Regions from separate parts of the Mus musculus genome. Here regions 1 and 2 are each linked to region 3. Evidence: chromatin contacts called from public promoter capture Hi-C data. All regions are on one chromosome and are shown on one strand. The core of a region is the stretch at or near the end of the contact, and the rest is flanking DNA. Distances in the headings are between cores, read along the strand shown.

Region 1 (4,552 bases), core at 1,130-3,629, 380 kb before region 3:
AAGCTGATAAATGGTTTCTGACTAATGTGTTTGAGAATGGTAAAGTGCCTTTTATTCTATGATTGTAGCTAGAAAAATTAATATTCTCTGATTGGTCTAAATGTAACTGCTTCATTTGGTTCTTTTTTATTGATAATGTGCTCTGCATGTTTTCACATCCAGCTCATAAGTTGTTGGTTAAGATTAATAATTGTTACATTGCTATAGATGGTTAGTGTTAAATTTGATAACTCAAGTTTAGAGTCCTTCCGACACGTGGCATAAAGCAGGCCAAGAGGCTGGGTTTCTAAAGATATTTCTAGTTTAGATAATAATTAATGTGGTTCCTATCCTAAATAGTAAAATTTAAGATAAGATCTAAAACAATGCCTCTTTATTAAAGCAGTAAAGCTTGCTTTAATAGGTATTCATAAGTATTAATTGGCATCCAAACTTCGTAATGGGATAGTAATGCTTCTAATATTGATTTTAAAGATGATAAATTGTTTTAAACTTGGGTTTTGCTTTCCCAAGGTTGTAGGTATTATCCTAACCTTGCACAAGAAACTTAAAAATTATGGTTAAAACTGCCAGAGTTCCACTGACTTCAGCCTGCAGTTTCATTGCAAATTTAAGATTTTCTACTCACCCATATATTGTTAATTAAGATTATTACAAGAGTAATCATCTTTTGAAAGCACTAATACAGCTCACTTCATACAAAACTGTGACAGAGTTATCTAGTTATGTTTGTCTTTGTGAATAGATTAGACAATCACTTTGGCTATAGTTGCTGCCTGGCAGGAAACTGCAGTACGGGCAATTTTTTCACAACACTAAAGTTGTGAAGAACATTTTAACTGTAAGTCATCTTAAGAAAGAGTATCAAACTTTAGAGGCGTAGACGGTTACATTGTTCCTCTAGAATTGGTCCTTATTACAGGAGGGCCAAGATGCTCAGATTAAAAAAAGTATTTTACCTTTGAGTCAATGCAGGGCTCTGGGCAGCCCCAGAGCGGCTTGTGGCCTTCTTGTGTTTTGCAAACAGTGCCTGAGAAAGTTTTTCCCTGTGTCCAAGAAAATTTCTTTTTAACAGTGTTGCAGATCTATTCAGATGTTTAAAATAATGCTTAAATTCAAAGAGTTTTGCTTCAGGTGAACTGTAATCACTAGAAAATTTTGCCTCTAGGTATGGCTAATGTAACTTTACCTTATGTAAGAAAAATTTTTATTGTTTCTGCTTCTATACTTGAAGCCAAGAGTTTTAATCTTTCAGTGTATATTGTTTCCTAAGTGGAAAGTATTTTATTAACTAATGCTTCTTAAAGGAAGTTTACCTTAAATCCTTGCTCTCACCCAAAGGATTCAGAGACAATCCTTTTATTACTTAGGGATTTCGCACAGTCTCTGCTCTGAAACAGCTTGCTTTTGAATTATTGTGCCTCAGGGAAGTATGAAATCTTTTCTGTAATGCCATTTGTAGCTTTAACTCAAGCATGAACTACACAGGAATAAACCTTCCCACGAAAAGATGGGAATTCTCAATACTCCAAGTTTCCAGTCTAACTTCTTTAATACATCGACCTCGTTTTACAGTGATATGAACATATTTCTGATACCTTTATATTCCAGGAGGAACGATCTCAGTGTTCTGCTTAGGAGAAGTGAGGGAAGTACAAGGCAGCTACCAGTAATGTTCAAGTATTATCAAATGTGAATGATGACAGGATCAGTGGAGACAGGAAAATCAATAAAGAACATCAAACCAAACACAGAGGGAAATTGAAGAGCCAGTACACACACCATTGTGATCCTAGGAGCTGTGCCCCTCCTCTTGGGAGAGATTCAGAGGAGGAAAGCAAGTGCTCAGAAAATACTTGGTGGTGACTCACTTTGATTTCTAATTCTGTCTTAAGTACCTGGGATGGTTTCGATAACATCTTAAAGAGATAATGCCCACTCTTACATTATCTTCCTTTTTCATATTTTAAGTAAACCATGAAAGCATTAATTTTCCACTCCGTAGTAAGATGCTAATAAGTAGAGATGTGCTTTTTAAAAAACCAAAAACAACAATAACAACAAAAAAGATCCGAGCTTTAAACTCACAATGTTTTAGAAGAGATAACAAGGAAATGCGATAAACATTACTGTGAAACTCAGCTCACAGGCTAACATCGCGTGCTGTGACCAAAGACTTTTTTTAAAGCCCAATTTCCCTGTGGCTGCCCACATGCTGCAGCCTGTTTTTTTCTAACTTCAGCTGCCCAGAGCTGGGCTGCAAGGCAGGCAATGCACAAGACCTCTTCTGTGGGTCCCTGTAAGTCCTTCCAACTGACTTGTGGGAAGTGTAGTCCCGTCCCTTGTGAGGTCATCAGAAAGGGCCCTCGGAATCGAGCTTCCTTAGTCTTTCTTCAAACTTCACTCCTCAAATGTATGCAGTTGTCCTCAGCACTACATCTGGATTTCTGACATGGAGGTTGGTGCAGGGAGCAGCGCCATCTTTCAGGTCTGAGGGGCTGTGCAGGGTGGCAGGTAGGGCACGGAGGGAGCTGGCTCGGGCTTATTGAGAGGCAAGAAGCTGCTGACCTGGAGATGCTGTGCTGACCTAGGCTGGGCCGCTGCGCCTGGGCACGGGTTTGAAGGGGAAAAGACTGAAAACAACAGGATGGCAAGGGCAGGCTGGGTCAGCTGCCTGCCTGTTCCTGAGATGCTGACAAGAGCGCACTCATCATTACCTAGCTGGCCCGTTCTCACGTGACTGTAGTCAGATTCTCAGGACATACAGAGCACTTGACATGTAGCACCCTCTATACGTTATGTCTTGGACACCACTCCTGGTTTGTGCTCAAACAGCTTCCTAAAGTTCCTAGTGTCCAAGGAGCAAGAATCCTGTGAGGGAGGGCAAACTGTTGTGTGGGATGTTAGTTCCTGTTCCTTTGGAACGAATTGTTAGACTCACGGATGCCCTGATTCAAATAAGATTTTCTAATAGACACCTTTGTGACCTGAATGCGACAATACATGGATATAAAACCACAAAATAATCTTGTAGTTGGTATGAACCAGTGTTTGCACAATCCAAATAAATAGGATTTTACACTAAAGATTAAAAATCACTAGACAATAATACCTCAACAATTCTGAGTATGTGTTGTGTCCAAAATTTTGACTCCTTTTCAGATGTGAGAGACTTGACTTGGTGTGATGAGAAATGGCAGGGGGGGCTAGAAAGTCTGAAAGGGAAGGGGGAAATGGCTCTGCTCATCTTCCAGGCTCTGTACATTGCACTCTAATCTGCAAGGATCTGTACATTGCTCTCTAATCTGCCAGAGTCTGTACATTGTTGTCTCTTCACTTGCTTTTCTTCTTTGTGTTCATGTTATCAGCATTGTCTGAACTCTCTTAAATTTTCCTTTATCCCTTAATGTGACATTCATGTTTACTGACACACCCTTCTTAATAGTTTTAGAAAAAATTCTCCCAAGTTTTTCAACTGTATTTGAAAAGCTGTAAGATAGAACTGGAGAGATGGCTCAGTGGTTAAGATATCTGGCTGTTCTTCCAAAGGTCCTGAGTTTAATTCCCAGCAACCACTTGGTGGCTCCCGACTATCTATAATTGGATCTGATGTTCTCTTCTGGTGTGTCAGCAAAAGAATGCTCAAAGAAAGAAAAGAAAGAAAGAAAGAAAGAAAGAAAGAAAGAAAGAAAGAAAGAAAGAAAGAAAGAAAAATACTTTCGGTCTTATGGTTTACACATAGTATGTTTATGATCATTCAAAAATGCACAGTTCTCCTCTTGAAAGGTTAAGAGAATAGTTTAGTACAGAGCAATTTGAGTAGCCATGATCTGAGGACATAGATTTAGTTTAAACCAAATTCCATACTCTAACATGGAATCAGTTTCATGATTGTACACTCAGGAAGAGTGAGAATCAAGCATCCTCCATTGGGCCCTCCTTTTTATTTAGTGTGTCTGGGTCTGTTGATTGTATCATGGATATCTTCGTAGCTAATATCCACTTATAAGTGAGTATATATTATGCATATCCTTTTGGTTCTGGGCTAAGTCACTCAGGAAGATGAAGTGCAAGTTTCTAGTTTCTTTAAATTCAGTTGTGTCACGTAATGTTTTGCTGGAAGCTGTCTCGTCAGAGGGCATGTGATGTTTTGCTGAGAGCAGATGCTTGAGAACGTGGGTGATATTTAGAAAGAAGATAAATAGCACCCCACAGACAATGAGAGGATGCTTCTGCATTGATAGGACCTGCAAAGCTCTGCTGGTCTTCACTACATAGAGAGAAATGCACCAAAGAACTTCTGTGGGATTTTGGCTGCTTCTACTGATTCATATGAATTCAGTGGTTCCTTGTGCTTTCTGTTGGATCTTGCTATGTGTCCTGATTCATGCTTGATGTTTTGTAATTGGACTGGACTGCTGTCTTAGTCGGGGTTTGTATTCCTGCACAAACATCATGACCAAGAAGCAAGTTGGGGAGGAAGAGGTTTATTTGGCTTACACTTCCATAGTGCTGTTCATCACCAAGGAAGTCAGGACTGAAACTTAAGCAG
Region 2 (4,617 bases), core at 94-2,593, 330 kb before region 3:
ATCAAGGAACAAGGTTTGCACAACAGAACCTTTTAAATGTGAGAGGTCCATGGTAAGCTTAGACCTTCAGATATAAAATTTAGTATTACAATACATAGCAACATACCAAACCTCAACACATACACATATTGGAAAACTAACTATGCTCAGAAATGTTAAGTCCTTCTGGTTGTTGGCAATGCCCTTCACTACAGCCATCAGGGGGATGACAGACCACTCATGACCTCATTCTAAACAGACATGCCAATCAAATGTCCAGGTGAATGTACTGCTTGTTGACTCTAGTTTTTCTAAGTTAAGGAATCTGTTCTGATCCCTAGGCAAACACACTCCCTAGAGAAGAAAAATTGGAATGGGATTTTGCACAGTCTCTGCTCTGAAACAGCTTGGCTTTGAATTATTGTGCCTCAGGGAAGTATGAAGACTTTTCTGTAATGCCATTTGTAGCTTTAACTCAAGCATGAACTACACAGGAATAAACCTTCCCACGAAAAGATGGGAATTCTCCATACTCCAAGTTTCCAGTCTAACTTCTTTAATACATCGACCTCATTTTACAGTGATATGAACATATTTCTGATACCTTTGAATTCCAGGAGGAACTATCTCGGTGTTCTGTTTAGGAGAAGTGAGGGAAGTGCAAGGCAGCTACCAGTAATGTTCAAGTATTATCAAATGTGAATGATGACAGGATCAGTGGAGACAGGAAAATCAATAAGGAACATCAAACCAAACACAGAGGGAAATTGAAGAGCCAGTACACACACCATTGTGATCCAAGGAGCTCTGCCCCTCCTCTTGGGAGAGATTCAGAGGAGGAAAGCAAGTGCTCAGAAAACACTTCGTGGTGACTCAGTTTGATTTCTAATTCTGTCTTCAGCACCTGGGATGGTTTTGATAGCATATTAAAGAGATAATGCCCACTCCTACATTAACTTCCTGCTTTCATATTTTAAATAAACAATGAAAGCATGAATTTTCCATTCGGTAGTAATATTCCATAAGTAAATCTGTGCTTTAAAAAACCAAGGGGAAAAAAAAAAAAGAAAGAAAGATCGAAGCTTTAATCTCACAATGTTTTAGCAGAGATAACAAGGAAATGTGATAAACATTACTGTGAAACTCAGCTCACAGGCTAACATCGCTTGCTGTAACCAAAGACTTTTTTAAAAGCCCACTTTCCCTGTGGCTGCCCATGTGCTGCAGCTTAGTTCTTTCCAACTTCAGCTGCCCACAGCTGGACCGCAAGGCAGGCAATGCACAAGACATCTTAGGTGGGGTCCCTGTAAGTCCTTCCAACTGACTTGTGGGAAGTGTAGTCCTGGTTCCTGTTTCGTCATTAGAAAGGGCCATCGGACTCGAACTTCCTTATTCTTCCTTCAAACTTCACTCCTCAAATGTATGCAGTTGTCCTGCTCAGCGCTGCATCTGGATTTCTGAGATGGAGTTCGGTGCAGGGACCAGCGCCTTCTTTCAGGTCTGAGGGGCTGTGCAGGGTGGCAGGTAGGGCACGGAGGGAGCTGGCTCGGGCTTGTTGAGAGGCAGGAAGCTGCTGACCTGGAGATGCTGTGCTGACCTAAGCTGGGCCGCTGCGCCTGGGCACGGGTTTGAAGGGGAGAAGGTTGAAAACAACAGGATGGCAAGGGCAGGCTGGGTCTGCTGACTGCCTGTTCCCGAGATGCTGACGGGAGCGCACTCATCATTACCTAGCTGACCCGTTCTCACGTGACTGTAGTCAGATTCTCAGGGCATACAGAGCACTTGGACTTGTAGCGCCCTCTGTATGTTATGTCCTGGAGACTACTCCTGGTTTGAGCTCAAACAGCTTCCTAAAGTTCCTAGTGTCCAAGGAGCAAGAATCCTGTGAGGGAGGGCAAACTGTTGTGTGGGATGTTAGTTCCTGTTCCTTTGGAATGAATTGTTAGACTCACGGATGCCCTGATTCAAATCACATTTTCTGATAGACACCTTTGTGACCTGAATGCGACAATACATGGCTATAAAACCACAAAATAATCTTGTAGTTGGTATGAACCAGTGTTTGCACAATCCAAATAAATAGGATTTTACACTAAAGATTAAAAATCACTAGACAATAATACCTCAACAGTTCTGAGTATGTGTTGTGTCCAAAATTTTGACTCCTTTTCAGATGTGAGAGACGACTTGGGGTGATGAGAGATCACAGGGTGGCACTGGAAAGTCTGAAAGGGAAGGGGGAAATGCCTCTGCTCATCTGCCAGGCTCTGTGCATTGCTTTCTAATCTGCCAGACTCTGTACATTGTTGTCTCTTCACGTGCTTTTCTTCCTAGAGTTCACGTTATCAGCAGTGTCTGAACTCTTTTAAATTTTCTTTTGTCCCTCAATGTGACATTCAGGTTTAGTGACACACCCTTAATAGTTTTAGAAAGAATTCTCCAATTTTTTCAACTGTATTTGAAAAGCTGTAAGATAGGGAAGGAGAGATGGCTTATTGGTTAAGAGCATGCCTATTCTTCCAAAGGTCCTGAGTTTAATTCCAGCAACCACTTGTTGGCTCCCAACCGTCTATTATTGGATCTGATGTTCTCTTCTGGTATGTCAGCAAAAGAATGCTCATATAAATAAATAAATAAATATTTTGAAAAGTTGTAATATAAATTTCAAAAGCCGTGGCACTCTTGGGGTCTTATGATTTACACATAGTAGGTTTATGTTCATGTAAAAATGCACAGTTCTCCTCTTAAAGGGCTAAGAGAATTGTTTAGTCCACAGCTATTTGAGTAGCCATGATCTAAGAACATAGATTTAGTTTAAACCAAATTCCATACTCCAACATGGAACCAGTTTCATGGTTGTACAGAACAAATAATGTCATTGACCAAGGAAAATTTGAAATACATTGGTGTGAGTCTGATAGAGGCATGCACTATGAGACATTGGAGATATTTTCAATGTCTAAGATACCATCTGATGAGATTTTAGCTTTTGGATTGATAGAAGCTCATGTTCTGCCTAGTCAGTGGATTCTGGGAGGTTTTTATCTATTGTCACAAGCTGTGTGGCCGACTACAGAGTGAGGCAAGGACTGACCCTGAAGGTAAAACCAGCCCAAGGTAAGACAGCTAACCCTAAACCTGCAGAATTCCAGGCTCTGCCTCTCAGTGAACTTCCACGTGGGCCATCAGACTCTGCACCCACAGACTCCTTACAAGAGTTTTGCATTCACAGAATACACACAGGTTTTTTTGTCTGTTTGGTTTTTTGTTTTTGTTTTTTGTTTTCAGGATTTCTCCTCCACAGCCCCTCCCCTATCTCAGGGGATCTTGCTTATATTATCACTCTTCAGTCAAACCAAGTGTTTGTGAGCCAGAGCTGGAGCCTGACTTACAGCATTCAAGTCTACTGTCAGGAAGCATGGGCTTCAGACCACCTTGTCCTAGCTACTGGAATTTTCAATGAGTTTGCAACCACATCTAGAATAAATAAACATTTCCTAGTTAATGATGCTAATCGGTAGGGAAAATATAACAGTATATGAAGTCGGGAATCACATGCTACCTTGTACACCAAAACACATTCATTACAACATAGAGAGGGTACAGCAGGGTGCTCATATATAAACTTACAGACACCAAATAGTCGTATATTTTCTATTAATCAGCCCTATGATAGACAAGTGAGCTAAAGCCTATTGTGTCATTCATCTCTGTGTTTTGGGGGAGGAATCAGGAATCCTGGAGTTCAAAGTCATCCTTTCCTTCATAGCCAACTCAGGGGAGCCTAAGCTACTTGAGACCCCTTGATTTAAAAGACTTTTAAAGCATACTGTATTGGGTGTAGTAATTACTTCTGTTGCTCTCAGTTCTGAGCACCAGTGACCTAACTAGAATCCATCCACTTGATATCTTCCTAATCCTAAAACCTTACCAATCTAGTATTTTGCTAGCATCCTTTTGTTAATGACTTGTGTTGAAGATCAGGATCTTGCTTACATTTACTGTGCAAGCAGTTAGGGTGGGGGGCATTCTCTCTGCCTTGCTTGACTAGCAGGGAATGTTAGCCTTTCTTTGTACTCTGACTATTCTCTATTATTTTCTGTCCTGACCCCATGGGCTGTCTGACTTTACCTGAAAGTTTTCAGAACATCTGACTCTGCCAATGGAAAATGACAACTGCATCTACCACTGTCTGTCACATGTGGTATCACCGCCATCCAGGCAGTAATCTGTCAAGGTGGGTTTCCTTCCTCTTCCTCAGGGAGGAGTCCAGTCTCCTATGCTTGCAGTCCTGCCCTTTTCCTCGAGGCTCTTTTCATTTCATTCTAATACTGTGAGCGATGGTATGAATAATCGACTCACTCATTTTAACAGACTCAGGCAGCAACCTTGTTATGTTAGACAGGTCGTTCTGGGAAACTCTGAAGGGTCCTGTGTTGGGTGATGTCATTCAGTTTCTGGTCTGGGCTGTGTGCATGTCAAGTGGCCATGAAAAGAATGCAGAAACCTCATTTGTACTGATTTTGATGGGCATCAAAAGAAGAAAGGAATACACCCGAGAAGCACAGGTTGATGTCATTTTCTGCCTTTAAAATATGTCTGTCAGTGAGTTCAAGGACACTTTTCTTTCTTCTTTCT
Region 3 (4,434 bases), core at 1,932-4,431:
AGTACAAAGATTAATGGTTATTTGGGGAGACCTCTGGCCACTGTTGGGCTTTGCATAACTGGAAAAGTGAACCTTGCTTTGTTTGGCAAGGAAACTGAGATATCCCTCGATGAGCTGGAGGAGTGGGTAGAGCCTGAATGCACATGTAGATGAGTTTAAACAAGATAAAATAACCACCACAGAGGTGTGAAGATAGACAAAAGACACATGTTCATTAAAGTAAACTTTGCCATATACACCAATAGATAGTACAATCATTACATTTTATGAAGAGGAATAAGAGAAGTATGTGGATGTATTATAAAGTCATATAGTGATGTTCAGTGATCAAACTTCTATGAAGTCACCATTTGTTATGTAATCAGCTCAGTATGTCTTCCAAGAAGGTATGGAAGTATCTACACATCTCATGTACCTTCCTGTAAGGGATGTAGTTAATGACAGGACCTGTAATGTATTGAGGGAATTGGTACAGGCTCAGGATGGTAAACCTAATGAGTATTGAGAACTGCTCTAGCAAGGAATGTATTTCAGTGGATTTTTGCTTATGACTGACAAATGGGTCTAACTTGTAAATGAAAACTGATAGTTTTTATTCATTTATGTATACATATATATATATATATACATATAAAAGAATATTCCTTTTAAAGATCATTTTTTTTCCTAAACATGAAACCTTTGTTTTACTTCTTCTTATTATTATTCTTGTTCCAGACAGGGTTTCTCTCTATAGCACTGACATATCCGAAATCCACTCTATAAACCAGGTGTCTCCAACTGAGAGATCCAACTCTCTCTGACCAATAACTAACGGAATTGATTGTATGTAGCATCATAAACAGTGTAAGTTTATTTAATTAAATATTTTATTTTACTTTGCTAGAAGCTTGTGTGTGTGTGTGTGTGTGTGTGTGTATCTATTCTACAATAGATTCGTGATGATTTATGAGCCTCGTGGTGTCAAAATATGGTATCTGATCCTCTAGAACTGCTGCTTGTATGTGCTTGAGAGTCATCATGTGCCTGTTAGAAAACAAACTCATATTCTATAAGACATTAATTACTCTTAGCCATGGAACAATCTCTTTAGCCTGTAAGCATAGATTTTAAAGTGATTTTGCAAAAAATAGAACCTACTAGAGTATGTTTCAAAGAGAGAAAATTAAATGGTCAAGATGTAAAAAAATGATAGTAGGCAGTAAACTTAAAACTGGGATCATGGTCTAAACAAACATATTAGTCCTGAGACTCTGGCTCCAGTAGACTTTTCCATAACTATGCCTGGGTTCCTAATATTCTGCTGAATGAGGCTCCTCTTTGATGATATGTTCAGGTTGTGACTACACCACCGTAACTCCTCCTCCTATTGAATTATACAGCCACAATGCACAGAAATGGAGACTGCAGAAGACTTGTAAATGGATGCTGCATCCTCACGGATGAACACATCTCATGTGAATGACTACCCTCTTACAAATGTGTGCATGAAAAGACACAAACATACATGTATACATATACCATACACACAACTAATTTAAGCTTACCCTTGACTAGCTTACAAATAAATAAGACTCAGACTATGGTTATTTCCATTGGCTTTGACAATTACTGGGGAGGGCAGCCCTCATTTATTCTTCTAACTGCTATCCTGGTGTCCTCCTTTCTTCCCGATGGTATACCCCAGATACTTGCTGTTTCTCATGGCCATGTCTCATCTTTGAGACATGGCATCTTTGTCCTCTTTCCCCATTCTTCCTCCTTTTCCTGGTCTCTCTTCCTTCTCTCTCTCTTCTCGACCCTCTACCAGGTAACTCAAAACCCACCTACCTGTAATTTCTCCAGTAATTGGCTGTAGCCAATTTGATTTAACTAATAGTATTAAATCAAGGAACAAGGTTTGCACAACAGAACCTTGTAAATGTGAGAAGTCTGTGGTAGGCTTAGATCTTCGGGTATAGAATTTAGCATTACATACATAGCAACAGACCAGACCTCAACACATAACACATATTGGAAAACTAGCTATGCTGAGAAATAATAACTTTTGTGGCTTCTGACAATGCCCTTCACTGCAGCATTCAGGAGGAGGACAGACCAGTCATGATGCTTGCCAATCAAGCACAGGTACACACACGTACTGCTCCTTGCCTCTAGTTTCTCTGAGTGAGCAAATGATCTGCATCTCTGGATAAACATACTCCTGAAAAAGAATAGGGACTCTGCACAGTCTTTGCGCTGAAACGGGTTCCTTTTGGATCATTAGGATTCCGGGAAGTATGAAGCCTTTTCTGTAATGGAGTTTGTAACTTTGACTCAAGTATGAACTACACAGGAATAAACCTTCCCATGAAAAGGTAGGGATTCTCAATCCTGCATGTTTCCAGTGTAACTTCTTTATTACAGTGACTTATTTGACAGTAATATGAACATATATCTGATACCTTTGTATTCAAGGAGAAAACACTCAAGTGTTCTATTTAGAAGGGAGGGAAGTTCAAGACAGATAACACTAATGTTCAAATATTTTCAAATATGACCGATGACAGGATCAGTGCAGAGACAGGAAAATCAATAAGAAACATCAAACCTAAGGCAAAGGGAAATCCTGTAAGTGCACAATGGCTCGACAGTCAGTACACACACCATTGTGATCCCAGGAACTCTGCCCCTCCCCTTGGGAGACAGGAAAGCCTGTACTAAGAAAACATCTGCTGGTGACTAGATTTGATCTCCAATTCTTCTATCTTAAGCGACTAAGATGGTTTCAATAGAATCGTAAAGAGATAATGCTCACTCCTACATTAACTTCCTGCTTCCACATTCTTAAATAAAGCAGATCATGAAAGCATGAATTTTTCATTCGTGAATGATTCTATACATAGATCAGAGTTGTAGCAGAGATAACATGGAAACGTGATGAACGTGATTACTGTGAAAGGCTCATCTTACAGGCAAACATTTCGTGCCATGACCAAGGATTTTAAAAGAGCCCAAATTCCATGTGCATGCCCATGTGCAGCTGCTCTCAGTGGACTGTAATCCAGGCAGTGTACAAAAGCTCTTCAGTGGGTTCCCGGAAGTCCTTCCAACTGACTTGTGGGAAATGTAGTCCCATCGCCTGTGACGTCATCAGAAAGAGCTGTCAGCAACAAAATTCCGTATTCTTTCTTCAAACTTCGCTTCTTCTCAAATTTGTGCAGCTGTCCTGTTGAGCGCTGCATTTGGATTTCTGCCATGGAGGTTGGTGCAGGGAACAGCACCATCTTGCAGATCTGAAGGACTGTGCAGGGTGGCGGATAGGGCACAGAGAGTGCCAACTTGGGCTTGTGAGACAGGAAGCTGCTGACCTTGAGGTGCTGTGCTGACCTAGGCTGGGCCACTGTCCCTGGGCACAGGTTTGAAGAGGAGAAGGTTGGAAACAGCAGGATGGCAAGGGCAGGCAGGGTCTGCTCACTGCCTGTGCCTGAGATGCTGACGGGAGCTCACGCATCTTTGCTGGGGAAACGTGCTCTGCCTAGCTGACGGGTTCTCCTGTGGTGGTTGTCAGATTCTTAGGACATACAGAACACGTGGACATCTAGCGCCCCATATACTTTATGTCCTAGAGATTACTCCTGGTTTGAGCTCACACAGCTTCCCAAAGGTCCTAGTGTCTAGGGACAGAGAGTCCTGTGACGGTGATTGTTGTGTGGGTTGTTAGTTACTTTTCCTTTGGAATGAATTGTTAGATTTATGGATGCCTTGGTTAGAGTGGGAATTTCCAATAGACATCTCTGTGACTTGAATCATCACAATACATGGCTATGTAGCCACAGAATAATCTTGTAATTGGTATGAACCTATGTTTGCCCAATCCAGATAATTATGGATTTTGCACATCAAATTAAAATCGCTAGACAGCAGTACCTCAACGGTTCTGAGTATGTGTTCTGTCCAAATTTGGACTTCTTTTCAGATGAGAGACGACTTGGTGTGATGAGAGATTGCTGGGTGGGGCTGGAAAGTCTGAAAGGGAAGAGGAAAATGGCTCTGCTCATCTGCCAGGCTCTGTAAATTGTTCTCTAATCTGCCAGGCTCTGTACATTGCTCTCTAATCTGCCAGGCTCTGTACATTGTACTATGTTTTCTTATCACATGATTTTCTTCTGTCTCTTCACATTGTCAGCAGCGTCTGAACTGTCCTAAATTTAACTGTCTTAAATATTAAATTTTCTGTCCCTCAATGTGACATTCAGGTTTACTGAGGCACCTTTAATAGTTTTAGGAAGAATTCCCCAAGTTTTTCAACTGCTTTGGAACAGCTGGAATATAAATTTGGAAAGCTGTTATACATTTGGGGTCTAATGATTTTTCACATAGGTTCCTGTCTATGCATAGTTCTCCTCCTGAAGGGTTAAGAGAATAGTTTAGTCCAGAGCCATTTGAATAGCC

The links. Capture Hi-C pulls out chosen DNA fragments and counts their contacts.
Region 1: a contact with region 3 is called in a promoter capture Hi-C map of liver, with 3 times the contacts expected there. The contact joins the promoter of Zfp738 here to the promoter of Zfp457 in region 3. A contact is called at or near these places in 12 of 484 Hi-C or Micro-C datasets (CD4 T cells, cerebral cortex, double positive thymocytes and 8 more), 2 of 115 datasets of contacts at active chromatin or transcription factors (cardiomyocytes and memory CD8 T cells) and 2 of 9 other capture datasets (adipose tissue and liver).
Region 2: a contact with region 3 is called in a promoter capture Hi-C map of liver. The contact joins the promoter of Zfp729a here to the promoter of Zfp457 in region 3. A contact is called at or near these places in 1 of 39 promoter capture datasets (embryonic stem cells), 12 of 484 Hi-C or Micro-C datasets (the C2C12 cell line, CD4 T cells, CD8 T cells and 6 more), 6 of 115 datasets of contacts at active chromatin or transcription factors (cardiomyocytes, embryonic stem cells, large pre-B cells and 2 more) and 3 of 9 other capture datasets (adipose tissue, liver and pancreatic islet).

Annotation. Positions count from the first base shown.
Region 1 is chr13:67,681,339-67,685,890 of GRCm38.p6, reverse strand. It overlaps Zfp738 (zinc finger protein 738), which reads left to right and starts at 2,379. Exons shown (of 4, transcript NM_001001187.3): 1 at 2,379-2,488. The coding sequence starts at 2,453.
Region 2 is chr13:67,634,507-67,639,123 of GRCm38.p6, reverse strand. It overlaps Zfp729a (zinc finger protein 729a), which reads left to right and starts at 1,343. Exons shown (of 4, transcript NM_183146.4): 1 at 1,343-1,477. The coding sequence starts at 1,442.
Region 3 is chr13:67,305,159-67,309,592 of GRCm38.p6, reverse strand. Zfp457 (zinc finger protein 457) reads left to right here and starts at 3,181. Exons shown (of 4, transcript NM_001003666.2): 1 at 3,181-3,243. The coding sequence starts at 3,238.